Linked DNA regions of Mus musculus: region 1 is linked to region 2. A link is a contact called in public promoter capture Hi-C data. All regions are on one chromosome and are shown on one strand. Each heading gives the region's core, a stretch centred on a gene start, on an enhancer-like site or on the middle of the called end of the contact. The rest is flanking DNA. Distances are from core to core; before and after follow the strand shown.

Region 1 (5,379 bases), core at 2,195-4,694, 1.0 Mb after region 2:
ACACATATATAAGATCAGACCTGGATAAGATAAAAGTCAAGAGATGTCTAGCTAATGAAGATTTAAGAATCCCTGGGAGGGGGCGTGGGTTGAGAGATGGCTCAGCGGGTAAGAGCACTGACTGTTCTTCCAGAAATCATGAGTTCAATTCCCAGCAACCACATGGTGGCTCATAAACATCTGTAATGGGATCTGATGCCCTCTTCTGGTGTGTCTGAAGACAGCTACAGTGTATTCATATATACATAAAATAATTCTTTTAAAGAAAAAAATCCTCTAAATTAATGTCAAACAGCAAACTATAGATTGTGGGAGTTCAGATAACATCAAGCAGGATAAAACTATCATTACAAACTATAGGAAAATTAAAATTTCTGAGAAAGCCAAAAGGAAAATATCTGCCTCACAAGGAATGTTCACCAACACAGACCACATTCTATGCTAAAACTGTATCTTAGCAAATTTACACTAGGAACCATACCGTGTCTGCTCTTCTACTACAGTAAAATTAAATAAGGAATTGGAAGCAGAAAGATAACTGGGAAATCTATAAATGAGTGGAGCTTAAGACCCATACTTTTAAATAACACACAGCTTTTAAAGTAAAAGTCTTATTTTAAAAATAATTTGATCATGCCCTTAACCCCAGCTGTTGGGAGGCAGAGGCAGATGGATCTCTATGAGTTTGAGGCCAGCCTGGTCTACATAGTGAGTTCCAGGACAGACAGATCTATATAGACTGTCTGATCATACAGACAGATCTATATGAGACTCTGCCTCAAAAAGTTAAAATAAAATATAGATAAATAAAATAAAAATGTCTTGGTAAATATAAATGACAATTTGCTAGCATGTATAGGCTGCAGTAAAAGCAATGCTTTTTAAAATGATATTTGTAGCACTAAATGCATGCCTGAGAAAGGAAGATCTGTATCCAAGAATCAAGACTATACCTTCAAAAGCTATGGAACAAATTAGCCAATTAAATCCAAAGTCAAAGTAGTAGAAGAAAAGATATATGAATTAGCTTATAACTTAACTAAAATGAAAAAAAAAAATCAACAGAAAAATCAGTGAAAGCAAAAGCTCATTCTTTGAAAAGATAATGCTCTGGGCTGGAGAGATGGCTCAGCGGTCAAGAGCACTAACTGCTCTTCTGGAGGTCCTGAGTTCAAATCCCAGCAACCACAGGGTGGCTCACAACTATCTGTAATGGGATCTGATGCCCTCTTCTGGTGTGTCTGAAGGCAGCTACAGTGTACTCACATATAATAAATAAATAAATCTTTAAAAAGAAAGAAAGAAAGAAAGAAAGAAAGAAAGAAAGAAAGAAAGAAAGAAAGAAAGAACAAGAAAAGATAATGCTCTAATTATCAGAAGAAAGTGGGAATATTCTTACAGGTAATATTGACCAGGCTGACCTTGGCCACAGAATTTAACATTGTGACCTAGTGTGATCATTAGTGTGCTCAAGCTAGACAGCATCAAACTTCTTCCACAGGGGCTGAGACTTTAAAGGACAATGCTCTGAGCTTGGGGGCCAGCATACAAGAACATCCTGGCACCAAGCTTTGCTCTGTTGTACCACAGAGAACCAAACAAACAGGACAAAATGGTAAGGAGAGCCGAGGGCACCTCCTGGATGCCCAGGCCAGAGCAGGCCCAGATTACCTGCTGATGTTGGTTGTTGGTTTCAGCCAGGTCTCTGGAACCCGGTGCTTCGTTTCGCTTTCTGATGACCTCCTCTATCCGCTCGTCACACTGTTCCTTCACCTCGGTCATCTGGCTGATACACTGGTTCCTGGTGAAGGCGAATGGAAGGCTGTGTGGTGGATGCCCCAAGCACGCACTCCCTGATCCCATGCCCACAGTCCGTCCCCTGCAGCAGGAGACAGAACAGCCCTTTCCCACCCAGGATGAGGTCTGAAAGAGAACTACCAGGGCAAGTGTCCATCTGCAACCATTCAATGACAGAAGAAACCTGCTGGTACCATACTCTAGACTCGTTAATGTTCCGTTAAACAACCCCCTCCCCCCTTCTCTCTATATCAAAAACCGCTGCCTACCGATACAAGTTCCTGAAACCCTTGTGATTTCCTGGTGTTCAGAGCATCTTTATCCATGGGCTCCTTGGACCAGACATGTAGTGATGTTGATAAGATGGCTCATGGGGTGGGGTGCTGGGGTGCTGAACCTTTCAGGATAGGGATTGAAATACTCAGCTCCACCTCCTAGAGGAGGTGAAGGGGCCAGGAGATGGGGCTTGAGCACATGGCCAATGACGTCATCAATCATCGCCTGCATACCAACCTCAGCTACCACCTCTGGACCTTGAGCTTTGACAGCTTCTTGGCTGGTAAAAATACAGAATCTCGGATTCCTTGATTCCAATAGAAATATAAGTTCTGCCTCCTCAGACCTTGCCCTGTAACTATTGGTGGCTGTTTTCCCATGGCACCCTATGTAATGAAACTCTGAGAGTAAAGAGAGCTGTCCTCTGCTCTGTGAGTGGCTGTGGTGAATTACCAAGGCATACATCGGGTAGCCTTGAATTTGTAAACTCTCTAGTGTGTGGCTGGCTGGGGGACAGGACACTCAGGACTTGTGAGTGGCTTGTGGAACAGTCTTAGGAACTCTTAGTCCTTCAACCTGTGGCATGTGAATGAACTCTGGACAGCATCAAGACTGACTAGAGGACAGCTGGCTATCAAAGACCTTCAACTGAGGTGTGCACTGCAGGCTTGCACTGCCTTCCACCTGGAATGTGAGAACATCCCATCAAAGGGCAGAGGCAGAGCTGGAACCACTTGCTTAGAAAATGGGGAAGCTAAGAGGTGCTCTGTTGCCTGCTGTAGCCAGAGCCGAAAGACTCAAGTTTCCAGAAGACTGCAGGGGCCACACTGGGCAGCCTGCCTGAGTTAGAAGCACTCTGGAGCCTCAGTCCGTAACTTGGAGCATCTCCTCTGGCAATGCAAAGCATCATTGGATCATGACATCCCACACACAGAAGACAATCGTGTGATAGCTCGAAACTTGGACAGATAAGGAATAAGCAAAAAAAAAAAAAATGTCACTGAAAAACTTGCCAGGGTCAGTCAAAGCCACAGGTGGTAGACGAACATAAAGGGGCTAGGACTCAGCGAGTGAAGAAACTTAGCTATCTGAGGAACTAACCGCAGGCCATGCTCTACTCCTGAACCTTTATGCCTAGGAAGAGGAATTTCCACCTTCACTTGCTTTTGATTCTGCAGAAGTAAGCAGGGAGGGCCCCCCTCCACCTCTCAGGAATGCAGCAGTATCTGCCCACGCCCCCACATTCCATCTCAAAAGCAGCAGGGGAAATGAACAGACTGCTCAGCGTAAGGAAGGCCTAGATCCTGAGACAATGTACACTAGGTCAGCGCTAACTCCTGGGAGGTCCGGGGCTGGCTCTTTCATGTCTGTGCACAAAGCAGGTCCTCGGGGATTAACTGGCTAAACTCTAGTGATGCACAACCCTAGGCCATGAATGGCACTCAGGACAGTGCAGATTTTGGCCACGGTGACGGTGTCACACAGGACCAGGCATTTGCCAGCTGCTCCCTCATAGTGTGAAGATGAGCCAGAGTGCTCAGAGATCAAAAAGGCAAGGAAGGCTGCGTTGATGAGTGCAGTAATCACTCAGTTGTGTGTGCCAGGAAGAACAGTCACGTGGGATGCCTGCTGATTCCCAGAAAGACACTAACTTGTGCGAGTGGAGGGGAGAAAGCCTTCGCCTCCACTTGTGGCTACCTCAGCATTCCTGGAGACTGACAGAGGTCTGTGCAGGCATGCATGCCTGGAGGGGAGCAACATTTTATGCACGTTACAAATTTGCTAACAACATGCTTACATCTTGTCTCTAGATCACAGACATTTAAGGACAGCTATCCCTAGCTTCCATCAGTCTCTGGCCATTACCTCTGAGAGCTTCCTGCATCTGCAGAAGGGTCCTTAAGCACAACCTGTGAGGCAGACACTGTTAGCCAGAAAGACCTACTATCGAAGCTGCTCATGTCTTAGAAACAAGTGTCTCCAAGGAAGCCATTAGGAAGTACGGTAAGTGATCTGAGCACTTGGGTGGGAGAAAGGTCACAAGTTCCAGCTAGTCTGAGCTATACAAACTTGAGGCTAGTTTGGGCTACACAGGAAGACCGATTTCAAACTGCAACCCAGGGCAGCACCACTACCACTGCCTGTGCTCAAACACAGGCATCTCTCTTGGCCCATGGCTGACTTCCGATTTGTCAACACCAACCAAGTGAGACTACTGAACAGGGGGAAGTGCTGGCTGCAAGGGGCTTTTGGAGGCTGTAAGACTACGGCATTTGACACCGATCTGTATGCAATATTTCAACCTCACTAGCTCAGTTTCCGAGGCTCACTGTGAATGTTTGGGGCTAGACACAAATTGGTTGAGGGAAGCTGCCTTGGCAGTGTGAATATTTGACAGTGCCTTAGTCTCTATTCACCAAATTCCAGTAGCAGTCTCCCTCAAGTCTGAGTAAGCCATCTCTAGATACTGCCTCTCTCTGAAGGGATAGGCACGAGGTCAGCACAGTCTCACAGTCCAGTCAGTCATGACTCCTGATGCTGAATGTCTGCTCATGTCATCTGCAGTTATAGTCACAACAGCAATGGTCATGCATGTAAGATATGACAACGTCTTGCTTGGCCCAGAGAAAAGCCAGGAAAAGTGAGACTGCAGCCACCCCAGTGTTTATACAGAGTCCCTGCCCACTGGTGCAGTGCTCAGCGACACCCAGCTACTGTGCAACACATGAATGCGCTCCAGAAGTCACGCTTTCTGTAGTGTTGGGGTTTGAAGTAGCCAGGAAGAAATAAGGCAAGTCGCTGGTATTTCAAAAGATCATGGGGATGCTGCAAGGCTGGTATGCATGAGGCAACTATTCCCAGTCGATGGGGACTGCACAGCCTGCTTAACTTTTAGGAAGCCGTTAGGAAGTACTGTATAGTGATCCCAGCACTTGGGTAGGGGAAAGATGATGAGTTCCAGCCAGGCTGAGCTACCCAGGGAGACCCATTGCAAGATCAAACAGAAGAAATCAAGGAATTTAGCAATGTACATCTAGTGACAAGCTAAACCCATGCTGTCTTGTAGAAGGATAAAAGCCCAAGTACCTTTTAAATGATGAAACACCTCGTGGCTATACGAACTGCGTATGTATGAGGCAAGTACGTGAGAAAATACAAACCAGCAAGTGACTGCAGTCCTGCAGACAAGCATGGACTAGAAGTCAATGTGGGAAAGGGCAGCAGCTCCAGGGCTGGGCTGTGATTCCTTCCATAAGCTTCCCTGGATCACTGTCCTTTAAACTGGTGGAAAACTAAACAGACGGC
Region 2 (4,829 bases), core at 711-3,210:
CAGCCCCACCTGAAGTCTCACTACACCACGGTACCCTCATGGCTCCCCAGTGGGTTCAGCTCCAACTCCACAGTGATCATCATTTTCTGCTGTATCTTCCTGTGGATTACTGCCCTGCTCTGTTTCTTGAGGGCAGAAGCTATGGCTGTCTCCTTGAACCGACCCCCATTCCCTCTTAGTGCGGGCCGTCATAGTAAGGGGGGCACCTAATGAGTCTGCCCAATAAATTCAAGTTTACAAAGCTCTGGTAAAACAAGAAAGAGTAGCTTGAACTCTGTTTGCCAGGATGGTGTCTGGGCAGTGGTAGACGGCTGGACTTGGCTTACCAGCTAAGAACACCGAAACCTGGCTATGTCCTGCTGGGATAGAGCAACAGGGTTTAAATAAATGGAATCCCGACTGCACATTCTGTCTGTGCGGCCAGTTGCTGGGTGACAAAGACCTCCTCAGATCCCCTTCGCCCCTAAACCACTTCCACTTTGACTGTTCACTTTGACTGTCTCCTACACCAACCCTGGCTCTCTTCTGAATGGCAGCTCTCAAGTCTGAGGTGCTCCCTCCCTTCCTCATGCTTATGAGGGGAGTCAGGCTACGTCAGATTCCAAGTAGGCCAGTGTCACATTAGAATGTGTTGAGCTGAAGACATTGAAGCGAAAGCAGCCTCCACCCTCCTGGTCTTCCTAATGAAGCCCACAGATTTCCCTTCCATCCTGCACTCAGGGAAGAGGTGTCAGCAGGCACGGTTCCGAGACAAGTCTGCACAAATAAACCTGGAGACAATGACCCTTGACTTCTACTAACTCTCCAAACATTCTAATCATTTTGCATTCATTTATTGGGACCCTAAAGCCCCAGCCTCTTGTCTTGGCTCTCTTGGCTCTCCACACTACACATAAACGGTACTGTGCACACTACACATAAACGGTACCGTGTATATGCCCTGGAGTTGACTCCTGTGGACACGCTGCCTCTTTTTTTTCTGAGACACAATGCATGTGAAATTTAAAACGCTGGTAGAGATTACACGCTCCCCCACCCCCTTCCCATCAACTTGTCTTTTATCAGTTTAATTTCCTTATACCTATAAACTATGGGCTGGGCACCGTTGTGACTAAAGGCCAGTAGTGGGGGAGGAGACGAGGTTTATGCAGGCACTTTTGCCTGCCACTTGTGTTATTATTTAAAAATTATGTTCTGCCCATTAAGTGCCCAGGAAACCCAAGGGTAACTGAGCCTTCCCTGTCTTTTCAAAACTCTCGTGTTGCATGTCAAATAAGGAGCAACTCAAATCCAGGTTCCTGGCAGGCGGGGTATTACAGCTCAGGGACCGGCCTCCCTCACGGGCCACCTGTGGCACCCAGCCCCGATACTAGGCAGTCGTGGCTGACGATATGCTTTGCATAAGTAGGCCATCCTGGCTCCATTCCACCTGGGCTGAGGTGCCTGCTCTCCCCTGCCCAGGTCTTGGAGAAGGAACCTGAGGATAAATCCTGAAACTTGTTTGTGAGTCCAGGGGCAAGGAAGGGAGAGGAAGGCAGCTTGTTTCCGGAGTGAGGAGGGCAGTCCAGATCAAGACTAGACTTTGAAAGAGACTTTTCAGGTTTACCAACCCAGACGAGTCCAAGTTGGAAGAAAAAAAAAAGGGCTTAAAGCGTACCCATAAAAGAATTAACATTCTTGCTGCACCGCAGGGAGCCCACGGCTCTGCTAGGCTCTCTTAACTACTCTCCTTACTTCTCTCACAACAGCGGGTTATTTGGTCCCCTTTAGCCCTGCTCACCTGAAAGGCTTCATTGCTGCGGCCCAGGTCGCTGGGGGCTGTTGGCCTCAGCTCCAGGCTCATCTTGCTCTCACTGGGCTCGGAATTCTTTCCCGGGTCTGCCCTGGACATCCTCTGCTCAGAGACAGAGAGAGAGCAAGCACCACCTCTGCTATGTCAGAGGGCCACCTGCTGCTACCTCAGTTTGGAAACCTTTCCAATAACCTTTTAAATGACTTGGGCTGGAACCTGGTTGAGGTGGAGCAGGAGGGGCGGGCAGAAGGGCGGGGTGAGGCCTCTTTTTGAGCACGCCCACCCCATTCCTCTTTCCAGGGATGCTCAGCATAGATTTCTCATCACAAACGGGAACCCGCCGTTTTCTCTGTAGTCCTTTGCAAAATCGCCTACTTCCTGTGGACGGTGTTGGGGGCTAGGCAGGTGTTGCTGCATCTACGCCAGACATGTGGAAGATACAGTATGCATGACTTCGTATTCCGCCTGGGGAAACTTGAGATACGGGGAAAGACAATAAAAGGATGAGAATCAGGTGCAGGTCTGGCCTGCAGAGCTTTTCACTGCCCCCCCCCCCACTTTACCCCGAGGATCTCCAAACCCCAAGAACAGAATTGCAGAGATGGGCTGGCCACGCGTGGAAGGAGACTGTTCACTCCCTTATGTATACTTCTTAGTATTTTAAATGAACCACACACTCACTGTATAGCTCCTTCTTCGTCTTGTTCTCCTCACTCCTCCTCCTCCTCACTCTTCCTCTTCCTCTTCCTCCTCCTCCTCCTCCTCCTCCTCCTCCTCCTCCTCCTCCTCCTCCTCCTTCTTCTTCTTGTTCTTCTTCTTCTTCTCCTTCTTCATTATGGTCATGTAGCTTCTCATTAGTGAAGAACTAGAATGATAAAGTTTGATACTGGGAGACAATAGACATGAAAGTAGGGGAACCCCTCTTCCTACAGGCCTTATCTGGGTGATGATTTTATGAATAGTTGCTAAAGTGACCATTGTTTTTTGCTGATTTCTTAATGAAGCTCATGGCCTTTATTTTCACTACTAGACCCCGGATAACACAGACTTATCAGAACCTATCGTGTGGGTTCAAATAGGGTTTACCCTGTTCCAAGTCATCAAACTACAACATACAAGCTTAATCCAACCCACTACCCATTTTTATATGGCTTGAGTGTGTTTTAGGTTATTGGATAAATTAAAAAAAAATAAAGGGAAGAATACTTCATTTTTAAAAAAACATTAAATTAATGTTTTCAGACCGTAATACAAAAGTGATGGGCTTTACCATGGCATCTTCATATGCATTTGTCCTAGCGTGTTCTGGTTGATTCCCCTCCCCCACAGCCTCGTTGCCCTCCCACCTCCAGCTGATTCTCATTCTTCCTCCTCCAGTTAGCTTTCCCTTGTACTTTCTATTGCACACAGGGAAGGATATTTTCTGTCACATGAAAGTCACATGAAATTCCAATTTAAGGCTGGGTGTGGCAATGGCGCGCTCAGAGGCAGAGACAGGGCTGCAACAAGCTTGAGACCAGCGTGGTCTAGATGGTGAGTCTCAGCTAGCCAGGGCCAATGATAAGACTCTGACTTAGGAAAAAAAAAAATCAGGTTGGGAAGCAAGCCTGAAGGCCCAAGTTTTGTGTTGAGAATGGTGGAAGGAGAGAATCAACCCCTGACCTTTGGCACTGTAGCACTAGGATACCCCCACACACACATGTAATGATGAAGTCTTTTTTAATGTCAAATTCTAGTGTCGGAAATAATTCGACTGTTATACAAGCATGCCCGTTTGCTTATGCATTGCTTCTGGTTGCTTTACTGTAATTACAGAAACTTGACTGACAGCTCACATTCTTGCAGCTGCCAGTAAATGCTACAGTCTTGGAGCTAGCAACAGACCCTGCTTCAATCCCCAGCCTGGGACAGTAAGCCATAACCCAGTGTGTTTTCTACCCATTGGCTAAAGATACAGTACGTGGTTATTTTTGAGCCTATCACCTGGGAACGGAGAGGACTCTAAGGTCTGATTATAAGATATGGTGTGGGGCTGGAGAGATGGCTCAGAGGTTAAGAGCACTGGCTGCTCTTTCAGAGGTCCTGAGTTCAATTCCCAGCAAACCACAACCATATATAATGAGATCTGGTGCCCTCTTCTGGTGTGTAGGCATACATGTAAGCAGAACACTGTATACATAGTAAATAAATAAATCTTTAAAGATATGGTATGCTAGATATGATGGGGTACACCTCAGAGAGAGTAGAGGATTGTGAATTCAACTCAGACTCCATCTCACCTCTCTCCACCCCCACACAAAGATACACACAGTAATTACTCTTTCCCATTCTCCAACCTCACCATAAAAACTTGATACCCGAGGCAGCTGCACATATAACTTTGACCCTAAGATGCCCCAGATGGTCACATCCAGACTACAGGTTGATCTTATATGAAACCTGCAGCCTGTGGAGATAAAGCTCTCAGAACCAATGGGAGTCCAGCTTGTTATGAAACACCAGAGCTGACTGGAGTTATGGGTCTATCAGAAACGATGGTGGTCCCTTGCTATGAACTACATGTGGCTTATCGCTCTCAATCTGGAAACAAGCCATTCAATCAGAAAAAAGAGGTGAAAATTCTTTCCTCTTTCCCAGGACTGGATTTTATATCATCTAGAGTGATTTCAAGTCCTGATTTGTTAGAAGTAGCTGTGTCTCCCAACTCCTCTGGGCCGTTTTCTTCTTGGAGTCCCCAAATCTCATTTTTGTTTGTTTGTTTGTTTGTTTTTTTCAACACAGGGTTTCTCTGTGTAGCCCTGGCTGTCCTGGAACTCACTATGTAGACCAGGCTGGCCTCCAACTCAGAGATCTGACTGCCTCTGTGTTGGGACTCAAGGTGTACATACACTCCCCCTGCCCCCAGCAGCCTCAGTCTCATTTTTGAACCTTAAAAGCACCATGTAAACACCAAAGCAATGGGCATTTTACTAAGCTGGTAACTATACCCTTCGCCTCAGATGGCTGAGTGTTCATTGTTCAGATCCCTGTGTATTCA

What was found. Promoter capture Hi-C pulls out the DNA fragments that hold promoters and counts their contacts.
Region 1: a contact with region 2 is called in a promoter capture Hi-C map of hippocampal neurons, with 2.3 times the contacts expected there. The contact joins the enhancer-like site here to the promoter of Slc28a3 in region 2. A contact is called at or near these places in 9 of 39 promoter capture datasets (the 3T3-L1 cell line, 3T3-L1-derived adipocytes, the C10 cell line and 4 more), 1 of 115 datasets of contacts at active chromatin or transcription factors (embryonic stem cells) and 1 of 9 other capture datasets (embryonic stem cells).

What each region holds. Positions count from the first base shown.
Region 1 is chr13:59,643,422-59,648,800 of GRCm38.p6, forward strand. It overlaps Golm1 (golgi membrane protein 1), which reads right to left. Exons shown (of 10, transcript NM_001035122.2): 6 at 1,672-1,801. Among named protein-coding and RNA genes, the nearest start is that of Golm1, 30 kb to the right of the region's middle. Within about 2 kb of position 3,445, at least 55 of the 459 cell types and tissues checked have an H3K27ac peak or open chromatin away from gene starts, as enhancers often do. A contact at or near this core is called in embryonic stem cells and hippocampal neurons, where this site is marked.
Region 2 is chr13:58,608,917-58,613,745 of GRCm38.p6, forward strand. Slc28a3 (solute carrier family 28 (sodium-coupled nucleoside transporter), member 3) reads right to left here and starts at 1,961. Exons shown (of 18, transcript NM_022317.3): 1 at 1,781-1,961. The coding sequence starts at 1,891.